Regions from separate parts of the Mus musculus genome. Here all the other regions are linked to region 3. The links are chromatin contacts, called in public promoter capture Hi-C maps. All regions are on one chromosome and are shown on one strand. Each heading gives the region's core, a stretch centred on a gene start, on an enhancer-like site or on the middle of the called end of the contact. The rest is flanking DNA. Distances are from core to core; before and after follow the strand shown. Region 1 holds the start of Meox2 (mesenchyme homeobox 2). Region 2 holds the start of Ahr (aryl-hydrocarbon receptor). Region 3 holds the start of Sostdc1 (sclerostin domain containing 1).

What was found. Promoter capture Hi-C pulls out the DNA fragments that hold promoters and counts their contacts.
Region 1: a promoter capture Hi-C map of embryonic stem cells shows a contact between it and region 3, with 2.7 times the contacts expected there. The contact joins the promoter of Meox2 here to the promoter of Sostdc1 in region 3. A contact is called at or near these places in 3 of 39 promoter capture datasets (the 3T3-L1 cell line, embryonic stem cells and liver).
Region 2: a contact with region 3 is called in a promoter capture Hi-C map of hippocampal neurons, with 3 times the contacts expected there. The contact joins the promoter of Ahr here to the promoter of Sostdc1 in region 3. A contact is called at or near these places in 2 of 39 promoter capture datasets (hippocampal neurons and pre-B cells) and 1 of 484 Hi-C or Micro-C datasets (pre-B cells).

What each region holds. Positions count from the first base shown.
Region 1 is chr12:37,106,855-37,110,832 of GRCm38.p6, forward strand. It overlaps Meox2 (mesenchyme homeobox 2), which reads left to right and starts at 1,686. Exons shown (of 3, transcript NM_008584.4): 1 at 1,686-2,490. The coding sequence starts at 1,977.
Region 2 is chr12:35,533,402-35,537,093 of GRCm38.p6, forward strand. It overlaps Ahr (aryl-hydrocarbon receptor), which reads right to left and starts at 1,588. Exons shown (of 11, transcript NM_013464.4): 1 at 1,161-1,588. The coding sequence starts at 1,222.
Region 3 is chr12:36,312,002-36,315,560 of GRCm38.p6, forward strand. It overlaps Sostdc1 (sclerostin domain containing 1), which reads left to right and starts at 2,168. Exons shown (of 2, transcript NM_025312.3): 1 at 2,168-2,497. The coding sequence starts at 2,293.

The DNA.
Region 1 (3,978 bases), core at 436-2,935, 790 kb after region 3:
TCCGTTAAAGAAAGCAGTGCTTACAAATCTTGGAATTCCTGATCAACCCCCACTCCACCCCATCTCTAAGTTGTGCAAAACAATTCGACTTTTCACACGGATGTTAAAGTTTGTTTGGAAGTTCCTTTTCTGGAGAACCTCTTAAAATAAAGGGTAACAGACTGAAGATGGCAGAAGGAGCGGCAGAGAGAAGGGTTCTGCCTTGGGGACATTCCTCCAAAATTCATCAATACCTTTTCCTAATTTAAACCAGATGTCTAGTTCAGGTTGCTGTACTCATTAATCCCATTAGCAATTTCAAAGACTTGGCCATCATCTTCTGGTCACCCAGACAATAAACATATGGCAGTTAACCATAGTGGCACACTCCAAGTCCTGAACACCCTAGGCTACTGCAGACATCCCCTTGGCAGACACTTCCTAGATAGGAACAGGCTTTCCTGCAGCCCACTCTCCCAAGCTTGTTGTGGGTTAAGGACAGGACTTCCAGTAGATTCTGTGGCCGCCCAAGCTAATTGCTGTGTCAACCCCAGCCCCTGCTCTCACAAATTCACTGGTGGCAAGGTGTGCAGTTAGTTCATTTCCAGGAGCACAGGCTGTAAACCTGGGGGAAATGAACCATGATAGCAGGGTCCACGCTGAGGGAATGTTAAGTTTGCTATCTGCTTAAAACAGAAAGGTGGTGAGGAATGGAATGTATGCAAGGAGCATTAGCTCTGTGAGCTAAAGAGAGATTTCATTTCTCAAAGGATGGGAGCGGGCTGTGAATTGGCTCCTGCAGGGTTAAGCTAGCTAGGAAGGGTGAAGCTGGGAGCAAGTTAGACTTGCTCATTTGACATTTTTTCGGGTTATTCTTGACCCCCCCCCTCCCAATTTCCTCGGTGAGCAAATGGTGAGAAAATTTCGCGAACTGGACTGGTAAAGAGAAGTAGGGGTGGGAAGAGGGTCAGAAAAAGAAGGAAGGGGGACACCACTTGGAGCAACACTTGTGTGTCGCCAAGGCGCCAGAGCCTACATCCACCTCTGTGTCGCGCACACCCCATTGTATATCTGTCCTTTCTGCACTCAGAGTAGCACTGTGCTAGCCTTGGTGCACAGCTCTACAACCTCCGCCCTGGCTCTAGGTTTTCTAACAATCTATTCTCAGATACCTAAAAGAGAATAAACCTAATGTGTTTACGCTGGAACCGTGAGTGGCCTCTGAGTTTGAAAAGCTCGACAGACTAGGCTCTTCTTCTCTTGAAAGTTCTCTTGAAAGTTCTCTGTGGTCTGCAAAGTCAGGGAGTAGTCAGGGAGCTCCTGCAGGTGACCCCAACCCCCACCAAGGCTGAGAGATCTAGGTTCCAAGAGCAGTGAGCTACTCAGAGACACTGTGTGCTGGCTTAGGGAAGCTGAGTGCCTCTGCGTCTGGCCATGGGAACCTATGGGACAGATTGCGGTGGCCCGGAGCGACTGAGGCTCTGGGAGCACCACTAGCTGTGGTGGAAGCTCCCAGGGCCCGACGGGCGGGCGTTGGGCAGCGGCTCCTGTCCTGCCAGCAATGGGAACTGGAAATGAGAGAGCACGGTGGCGCTGACTGAGCGGGAGTTTTGGAGGGAGTTTGCATGTGGTCAGCGCTGGGCTCCTAAGCCAGCCCCCAGCTCACATTACACTCTATTTATAACCTCTCAGAGCCATTTCCCCCTGAAAGCAGTTCTCTGGGACCACCTTCTTTTGGCTTCCACCTCTCCCACACTTGACATCTGAGCAGCTGCGAAGGAAGCTCCTCCAGGTCCTAGTGTTTATACGTGCAGGAGACTGGCCGCTAAGGCTCAGGACTGGGATTAGCCGGCTCTGCTCAAATGCAAACGCGCGCGGCTTTTACTTTTGGAGTGAGTGGGGGAAAGTCTTAGGATTTCCAGTGAAAAGTGACAGCGCTTGGTGGACATTCGGACCGTCCGTGAAGTCTTCTGCTTGGAAGCCGAAACTTGCATGCCATGGAACACCCCCTCTTTGGCTGCCTGCGCAGCCCCCACGCCACAGCGCAAGGCTTGCACCCCTTCTCCCAGTCTTCTCTGGCCCTCCATGGAAGATCTGACCACATGTCCTACCCCGAACTCTCCACATCTTCCTCGTCTTGCATAATCGCGGGATACCCCAACGAGGAGGGCATGTTTGCCAGCCAGCATCACAGGGGGCACCACCACCACCACCACCATCACCATCACCACCACCAGCAGCAGCAGCACCAGGCTCTGCAAAGCAACTGGCACCTCCCGCAGATGTCCTCTCCACCAAGCGCGGCCCGGCACAGCCTGTGCCTGCAGCCTGATTCGGGAGGGCCCCCGGAGCTGGGAAGCAGCCCTCCGGTCCTGTGTTCCAACTCATCTAGCCTGGGCTCCAGCACCCCTACCGGGGCCGCGTGCGCACCAGGGGATTATGGCCGTCAAGCGCTGTCACCCGCAGACGTAGAGAAGAGAAGTGGCAGCAAAAGGAAAAGCGACAGCTCAGGTGAGTGCGGGCAAAGCAACCCTGGGGAGAGTGCGCTCTGGGCTAGGAAGATGCGGGGAGGTGTGGGATGTTTCTCATAGAAAGACAAACTGTGAAGCTGCTAGCCTTTCCTCGCTCTGGTGGGCGAGTTCATCCATGGAGCGTCCGTCCTGTAATTCAGGAGCACGTGTTTCACTGAAGTTAATATATCTACATCCAGCCGTTCAAAGCCCTCCAAGATCGCAAATCAGTTTTCCAGAAGTGGTGAAGAAAGAGCAAGTGACACTATGCAAAATCGGTTAAGGGAGCGTGGCGGGTCCCTCCACGGGTTGGGAGGGGTGTGCCCATTGGGATGCTGCATCCGCTGGGCATGCATGCCTGCGTGCGTGTGTGCGTGCATGCGGGTTTCCTTGACTTTTCCCTTCCAATTCCCAACTCTGAACAACTCGACTTTTCCTATCCTTAACTGGGTTTCCAAATTATTGCGCAATGCCTTGAACTTTAACTGGATTTGACCAAATACGAGAAAAAGAAAAGGAAAGAAAAGAAAAGAAAAGAAAAGAAAAGAAGAGGAGGAAAAGAAAAAAGGAAGAAAACGGAAAAGGAAAGAAAAAGATAAGGAAAAATTAAAGAAAGAAAAAGAACAGAAACCTAAAACTTTTTTTTTAATATTTTTGCTTTCAGAGTTCCTTAAATAGCACCTTTCTTAAAATGATATTTAAAAAACAAACAACCCCTCCCCAAACATTCTATTTATTTGGCGAAAAAGTAATTATCTAGTAATCTAGAAGTGTTTAAGGAATACCTCTGAAAACTTTGAATAAAGAGTATTCTTATAGTAATTACACTCATATGGTGCTAACCTGGTTTGGGGGGGGGGGGGGGACGGGGACGGGAAACAAGCAAAAAGTCCAAATCAACCAACCAACCAAAACAAAATGTTTGAACTTCGACTGTGGAAAATAAAAGCCTTCATCAATTGAGTAGTGCTTTGAGATGCAGTGGAGAAAGTGGACAGATAACAGTCCTGACAGTGCTGGAAGAAGATGCAGGGAAGGTGTGGGTAACTTGAGCAGTCCTACAAAAGGGGAGCCTCCCAGAAGAATTCAGGGGCCTGGAAGTCCAATAGCCAGTGCATCCTGACAGCACAGAGAAACTAAAAATTTCCAGGAAACACAACAAAGCCCTTAAATACATTCCTCATTGTAAATGTTCTCTCTCTCTCTCTCTCTCTCTCTCTCTCTCTCTCTCTCTCTCTCTCTCTCTCCTTCCTTCCTTCCTTCCTTCCTTCTTTCCTTTCTTTCTTTCCTTCTTTTTTTCTTTATTGAATCTTCTATGTAGTTACAAGGCAACCTGGATACAGATTTAGAAAGACGTCACTTAACTAGTAAAATGTTTACATATATTACGTTTTCTGTGCTAGTGTCTCGAGAGAACATATAATTCTAGGCAATAGTTTGAAGAATTGAAAAATAATAGCATTTTAAACATTTTAGGCAAGGTGTTCTG
Region 2 (3,692 bases), core at 338-2,837, 780 kb before region 3:
TTCCAAATTCTGATCAAACTATTTACACATGGACATCTCCTCTCAATATTAATTTGTAAGTCAAGATTTGAGGAACTAGGACAGTTGAAATTCTTAAGGGGAATTAAAATCCACAAATAACCCAACTTCTAAGCTAGTAACTATTTGTAAACAGTGTATAAATCTTAAGTTGGTTTTTTTGTTGTTTTTGTTTTCTTTTTTTGGTTCACTTGGTGATAGCTGTCATGTTTCAAGCAAAACACACACTACTGATTGCCTGAAAGTGTTCCTAAAATAATTTATTTTTTTAAAAAAATAACAAATGGTGAGATGTGGAAACTCCAAGGTAATTATGAATGAATGCATCAATACAGACAACTCCTAAATGGAACCCTGTCTCAATCATGAATCTCTTTTCTGAGGGGGGAAAAAAAATCTCCCATCTCATACAAATAGCCCATGGAAATAAAGACCAAAGCCTGTAATCTCTGTCAGAATTGGCAAAAAAAAAAAAAAAAAAAAAAAAAAAAAAAAAAAAAAAGCAAGGGGAAATGAACTACAGGTAGAGAGTAGAAATAACTTAGAAGTCAGTCTAGTTCTTTTTCCTCTTCTTAATGATTTAAAATTTTACAGACCCAAAAGCACTCCAAAAGGAGGAAGAAAACTGCACCAAAGAGTGGCTAAGAATGCCACCAAGCTGCCAGGGCACCTGTCCACTGCACACTCCAACCTGCTATCAATTCTGCGCCTACACCGAGCCCTGCAGAACTGCTGCCTAGGAAGTAAATGAGAGAGCAAAACAGAAAGCTAGGCGCTAAGAACAGAAAGACATTCCTTCAAAGGCACAGGTCCCCTCCTTCAAGACAACACGTGTTTAGCTCTGCCCAACATCTCACCTCAGTGAGCTGTCTACTTATCCTCCGTGTCCCCTAAAGCTCACGGCAGCGGAGATCTAGAGTGGAGGATTTCCAGGCAAGCTTAACTAACTAAGCTAGAGCGGCACTAGGTAGGTCAGAGCTGTCAACGAACCAGCCAGGGAAGGTCGCTGAGCAGTAAAGGTGCAGGTGCCTGAAAGCAGGATTTTTTTTTTTTTAACGCATTGGTTGAGACTCAGCTCCTGGATGGCGGCACGCGTGGGGACCTCCCGCACCCTCGGAGCGCGCCTGCCCGCCGTCACTCACGTTTTCTGCACCGGCTTGCGCCGCTTGCGGCTGGCATAGGTGATGTTGGCGCCGCTGCTCATGGTGCCCGCGCCCTGCCCGCTCCACCTGCGTCCCGGAGGCGGCGCCCTGCCCGCGCTGCGCCCAGGTGAGCCGCCGCCGAGGGCGGGACGACCGCGACGCGCAGGTGCGGGCGACAGAGGAGACTCGGGCTGCCCGAGCTGGCCGCGGAGGAGAAACCCGCACGCTAGCCGCGCCCGGTCCCGAGGGTCAGGAGGGGCCGCAGTGCTCTAGGGCTTCCCGGCTCCCGCGCTGTGCCGCGGCGTCGCTCACAACCCTGCCTGGCAGCCACCCCCGAGTCCGTCCACCAGTTCGTCCTCCGGGTCGCTCCGGGCTGAGCCTCTCCGGGACACGCGTGGGGCACCGAGCGTCAAAGGGAGCGCACACACACGCTGCCGCCCGCCGCGAGCCCGCTCCTCCGCAGCCGCGACCCCGCGCAGCTCCGCCCCGGGCTCCAGCCCCGCCCCACCTGCTCGGCCCCGCCCCTCACGGTTCCCAGGAGGGCCCCACCCTCTTCGCAGCACGTGATGACGCAGGACGTAGTGACTCCCAACACTTCTTGCAGTCCGAGGTTCTGGGGGTGGGGTGGTGTTCGCCCAGTACCTGTTTTCCAGCCTCAAAAGGGGTGTGAGGCCACATTATGCCTAGGCAAATTCCTTGTAACCCAGACATCAAGATTTACCAGGCAAAGAGCTTAGCTCATCCTAGAGTTGAGTCATCTAATTTTTGACAAAGATTTTACATTGAGCTGGTAGATAAATAACTGCGACTGGAGAGCATTCTAAGGGGAAAACTTCAAAAATGCCCTGCAAAGTTAGTTGTCTTGAAGGCTACGAGTTTTATAATCCTTTTCCCTCCCACATTTATTTTATGTCTACAGAAGACAATAAAACATCGTTTCCTCCATCAGACTTCAGGAAGATGAGAAGGAAAGAAGCACAGGAGTGCTGAGAGCATGAGAAATTGGAGGGTAGGTACTGAGACTATGACCAGAGACCTGAGTTTCTGTTAGTAGTACGGTAGAGCTGATGGGAGGAAAAAGAAAAAAAAAAAAAAAGATAATCTAGGAACAAATCATAAAGATTTAATGAAGAAATTGGGTCTCATTCTGCAGACAACAGAGAGCTTTTAAAGGCGTAATTTGGAAGATGATGTTCCATCTTTCTTGGGAAAGTCACTGTGGGAAAAGGTGGAAATTCTGTTACTCAGGAACAAAACAGATGGAAGAGAGAATCGCTGGGAAATTGATGAAATCGACCAGCTGCAAGACCAATGGCACAGCCATGGGGATGAGAGAAAAGAGACAGCAGAGATGATAAAGGAAGAGGGAAGGTCGCTGTTAACCACCAAAGAATAGAGGCAGAGAAGTGAATTTTGGGAGTCAGGTAGGTGATGCTGGACATGAAGAGATAGAGATGAAGTCTGATGTGTTTTATAGATTTGAGAAAGAGATCAGAAGAGAGGATACACAACAGCAAGGAAAAGGATAGCGAGAAAACTAAGAACAACAAATGGTGCCCAGGCTGTGGAGGAAGAAGAACCCGCATCACTGTGGGTGGTTGTAAACTGGTCCAGCCACTGTGGAACTCTGTATAGAGTTTCTCAACAAATTAAAAACAGATCCACAAGATGACCTGCTATTCTCCTGCGCACATACCTGATAGCCCTTCATTCAAAACAAGTGAGAAGTGGACCCAGACTAGATTCACATCAACCTATGGATGGATAAATAAAATGTAGTGCGTCTACACAATGGCATTTTATGGGACTCTGAATAAAACTGAAATCATGGCATTTGCAGGTAAACAAGTGGAACTGGAGGCTGCCGTGTTAAGCATGGCAGACACAGAAGGCAAATACCATGTTTTCTCTAGATGTATGCTCTAGATTTTGATTTTTACACATGTTGAAACTAGGAAAGCGATCATGAGAGTGGAAAAAGGAGCTCTTGGGTTGGAGGTGAGAAGAGAAAGGGCAGGAGAATACACATGACACAGAAGGAGAAGAGGGGATCCTGTGGGAGCAAGCAGAGCAGCAGGAGTGGGGGAAGGAATGGGGGGGGGGCGTCCAGCAGAATGGGAGCATGGTAATTCATACATTTCATTAAGCCCATCGCTTTGTGTGCTAATATTAGAAACAAATTTAAGAGTTAAAATTGATAGTTTTCTCAACTATGTTTCCAGCTGGGTAACAATGGCATGAATCACCAGAAAGAAATTATAAAGCTGGCCTCATGCTTCTTAGGTTTGAAATAGATTTAGGACATCTAAGGAAAGATGGTAAATGGGGCAACCTGTGAGGTAGAAACTGGAACTGTGATCGAGAAGCTGTTTGCTATTGGACAAAAAAGAGAGTGTGGTGATGCCCTGTGGGTACTGCAAAAGAACTGCCAGGACTAAAACCTGGAAAGCTCAAGAGCCCCACCCCCACTCCCCACCCCCCACCCCCCACCCCGAGAGCTGGGTCCACCGGTGGAGTGGAAGGTGAAAAATG
Region 3 (3,559 bases), core at 918-3,417:
TCCTAATAATTAAATTCAAACTAAAATATGTCCTGCTTCTGCTACACAAAAAGAATGCATTGGACAAGGATTTGATTATTTTGACTCCTGCTTCCTATAGGCATTGGATTAGCTGCTGATAAGAACATTGTACAATTAACATGAAGTCGCTTAATGCAGGACAAGAATTCTTCATGCCATTTTGGAAGGATGCTTGACATATAGCCTACAAAATAATCTAATTTATCATGTTCCAGGAAGGATCTTAAAGTAATAAATTATCATATACAACAATAAGAAATCCACCTACTGGTGATACATAACATTGATTCTTTGGCTCTGATTTTCAATTTTTTATTTTGTAGAATTTTTAAGATATGTAAGAGTAAACAGAATATATCATGCTCTGCCAGCCCTCAACCCATGTGAGTTTACAACACCACAATCCTAACTACCCCCCACTGTATTATCTTGACACCTATTCCCGACACCATCTTGTTTTAACCCATGGATATTTTATATCTCTAAAGGATAAGCAGTCATACTTTCTAAAATAAAATCAAAGTACCCTGGGAAAAAAGAGAACACTTCTTATTTAATGCTTAGTCTTCTATTCTAGTCTTCTATTCGTATGCTTACTTTCTTTTTATAATAATAAGCAGAACATTGTTAGTTCTTAATCAGGGACGGTTTTGACACGCCGGGAGAAATTTGGCAGTAGCAGAATTTTTCCTTACAGCAGACAGCTACTGGGTAGAAGCCAAGGACAGTAGTAAAGATGCATAGAAGTGCCTATATAATAAGGAACTGCTGGTTCCAAAATGTCAGTAGGTGCCACTGTTGATATGTACAGTTAAGGAAGAAGGAAGGAGAGGTGGTGGTGGATAGCAGTTATAATGGACAAGAACTTATAAAGGAGAGAGATACAAAATACTAAGACATTTTTCTAACAGCCACACTGACCATTAAAATTGGATTTATCATTGAACAGGCAATTTGAAAGTTGTCCCAGTCAAGATGCTTAATAGATCCGATGAAACCTGCTTTTCTTTTAAAATCATTTCTTTATCTTAGGCTTCTATACTCATGCCACAGCACACATGTGAGGGCTAGAGGACAAAGTCCCAGAGGCCACTCTCCTTCTGTTATGTGGGTTCCGATGCTGAACTCAGGATTGCCAAGCTTGGCTGCAGGTGCCCTTCCATGCTGACTCATACTGCTAGACCCTTTGTTTTCAGAGTTAAAGAACCCATGGAGTAGCTCTGTCAGATGGAAATAAAGCAGCCCAGACGGTGACAGCACTTACTTAGGCAGCAGACTCAAAGGAAGTTACCAAAACCAATGTTTGACAAATACAAATATAACTCAGGACCTGCAGTATATGAACAATCTAGAAATATTTTGAATTGGTAAAGGGTAATAAATAGAAAATGGTTTTCTTTTGGGCAAGAGACATGCAGAATGCTAAACCTTGCTGACATATTTTAAGATGAAAACTGATATGAGTTAATTTAATTCAGACAGAGTTCTGCTCATTACACCCCCCAACCCCCCAACACACACACTCAGGACCGCTGGCAGTACCAGGACCGCTGGCAGTAATTTACCTAGCAGGACAGTTGCTCCTGCAGATCAAAGCAGCATTACTTAAGTGTGTCCAGAGGGCAGGTTTTAGCTCTGTGTCTTCCTCTTTATGAGAAAAGAGAGGGGAAAAAGGTTTTCTTCTTAAGAGACAAAACATATTTAACTAAATAGATCTTTTACTCAAGTCTGACACTACTCAAAAACTCATATGGCTTCTTCTAACTTTTGGGGAAGAAGCCCCTTCAGGCCCCAAATTTTCTTTAATCTGAGGGGAATAGAGAACAAAAGTGTGAAAAATAAAATAAACTCTGTCTCTTTATGTGAACAGCAACCTACTTTTCCTTCCATTAAACTTGACCATGAACCTAGGCTCCGGAGAGGACCTGGCTGAGGAGCAAGTGGTAGCAGTTGTGACAGGGCTGTGCCTTGCCTGCTTCAGCTCGTAGACCAGTAAAGCCCAACTCTGAAATCGCAGGCAATTTGTGTAGCAAGCCCCTCCTCTTCTGCAGCCCGTCTTCTCCATTGGTAAAATTCTTTTGCAGGGTCAAGTAGGGATCCCACCCCTTCTCTGTGTTTTCACTCCGAAGCCCTACACAACTTTACACCTGAATGAACGCCAAGCCTCTGGCTATATAAAGGGAACCTTGGGAAGGGATTCCACAGTCCACAGTGCAGAAGCAAGGGGGAAAGAATTAGCGGCTCCTCAGCCCAGCAAATCCTCCACTCATCATGCTTCCTCCTGCCATTCATCTCTCTCTCATTCCCCTGCTCTGCATCCTGATGAGAAACTGTTTGGCTTTTAAAAATGATGCCACAGAAATCCTTTATTCACATGTGGTTAAACCTGTCCCGGCACACCCCAGCAGCAACAGCACCCTGAATCAAGCCAGGAATGGAGGCAGGCATTTCAGTAGCACTGGACTGGATCGAAACAGTAAGTGTGTTTTACTTGTACAGATTTTTTTTTTCCTTTTGGGGAGCATCAGCTCCCACTCCTGTAGAATGCTTTTGCTGTAAACTAACGTGAACCATCTACGCTTTTGCAAAAACAATCTGGGAGCAATCTGGTGCATGTGTAGGCTGGCGTTCTTTCCTGGGTAGTGATTTTAGAGTTAATACAAATTAAGCCGGTGGCTTGATAATGCAAGCAGAGACATGGTTTATCCAGTGCCCACAGAAAAATGCATCGAGGTATTGAACTGCTGCTTTTTAAAAACTCTGCAAAAGGGAGACTTCTTTAAAGTGTGGTTCTGTGTGCAGTTTAAGTTCATGGCGTCTTACACTTTGCTAATTTCAGATCGTGCAGGAATCTGGTGAAGTGTCTAAAGGTAACTAACCGGAACTATGTATAGGGAATCACAATGGATGAAAGGAAGCTTTCAGGAAATATGGAATTGCTCACACAGATGTCTAAAATATGTCTAGTTTGGAGAGGTGTAAAGACTTGATGTCCACTGTTAAACGGGTCTATACTACAAAACGTTGGAGCATCATGGTTTTCCAAATTGTTCTTTATTCAACAGGTCAAATTGAGACAATTGTATGTTTCTGTGAAAGACTGGGTATATATTTGTAACAGGAGATTTTACATAATAGGATGCTAATGTTTGGCACAGGGAGTATTTCTTTACCCTTTTCTGTTTGCTTAATTGACATACACGTCAAGTGACTACTAGTTAGAGGGGTTCAAATTTCTTCCTCTAACTTTTGCTCTATTCTCTTCCTTTAAAAGATTTCTGTTAGTAAGGAATGTGAAGAAAGGCAGAGAAACAGTGTACAGGAAACCTTACACAAATCTCTGCCCCTCCACCTTAAACTCCATCCAACTGTGTAAAAGCGTTTTGACCTTTGAAAAGTCATACCGTATATGACTGGTCATATCCCACTAAGAAAACTGAAGTGTTTTCCTTGCATGTAGTTAATTTCAGAGCATAGGAAGTGTCTGTCTGAGCAGTACCAGGTTACTGAAAAGTGTGGTGGGTGTTCATTGTCAATG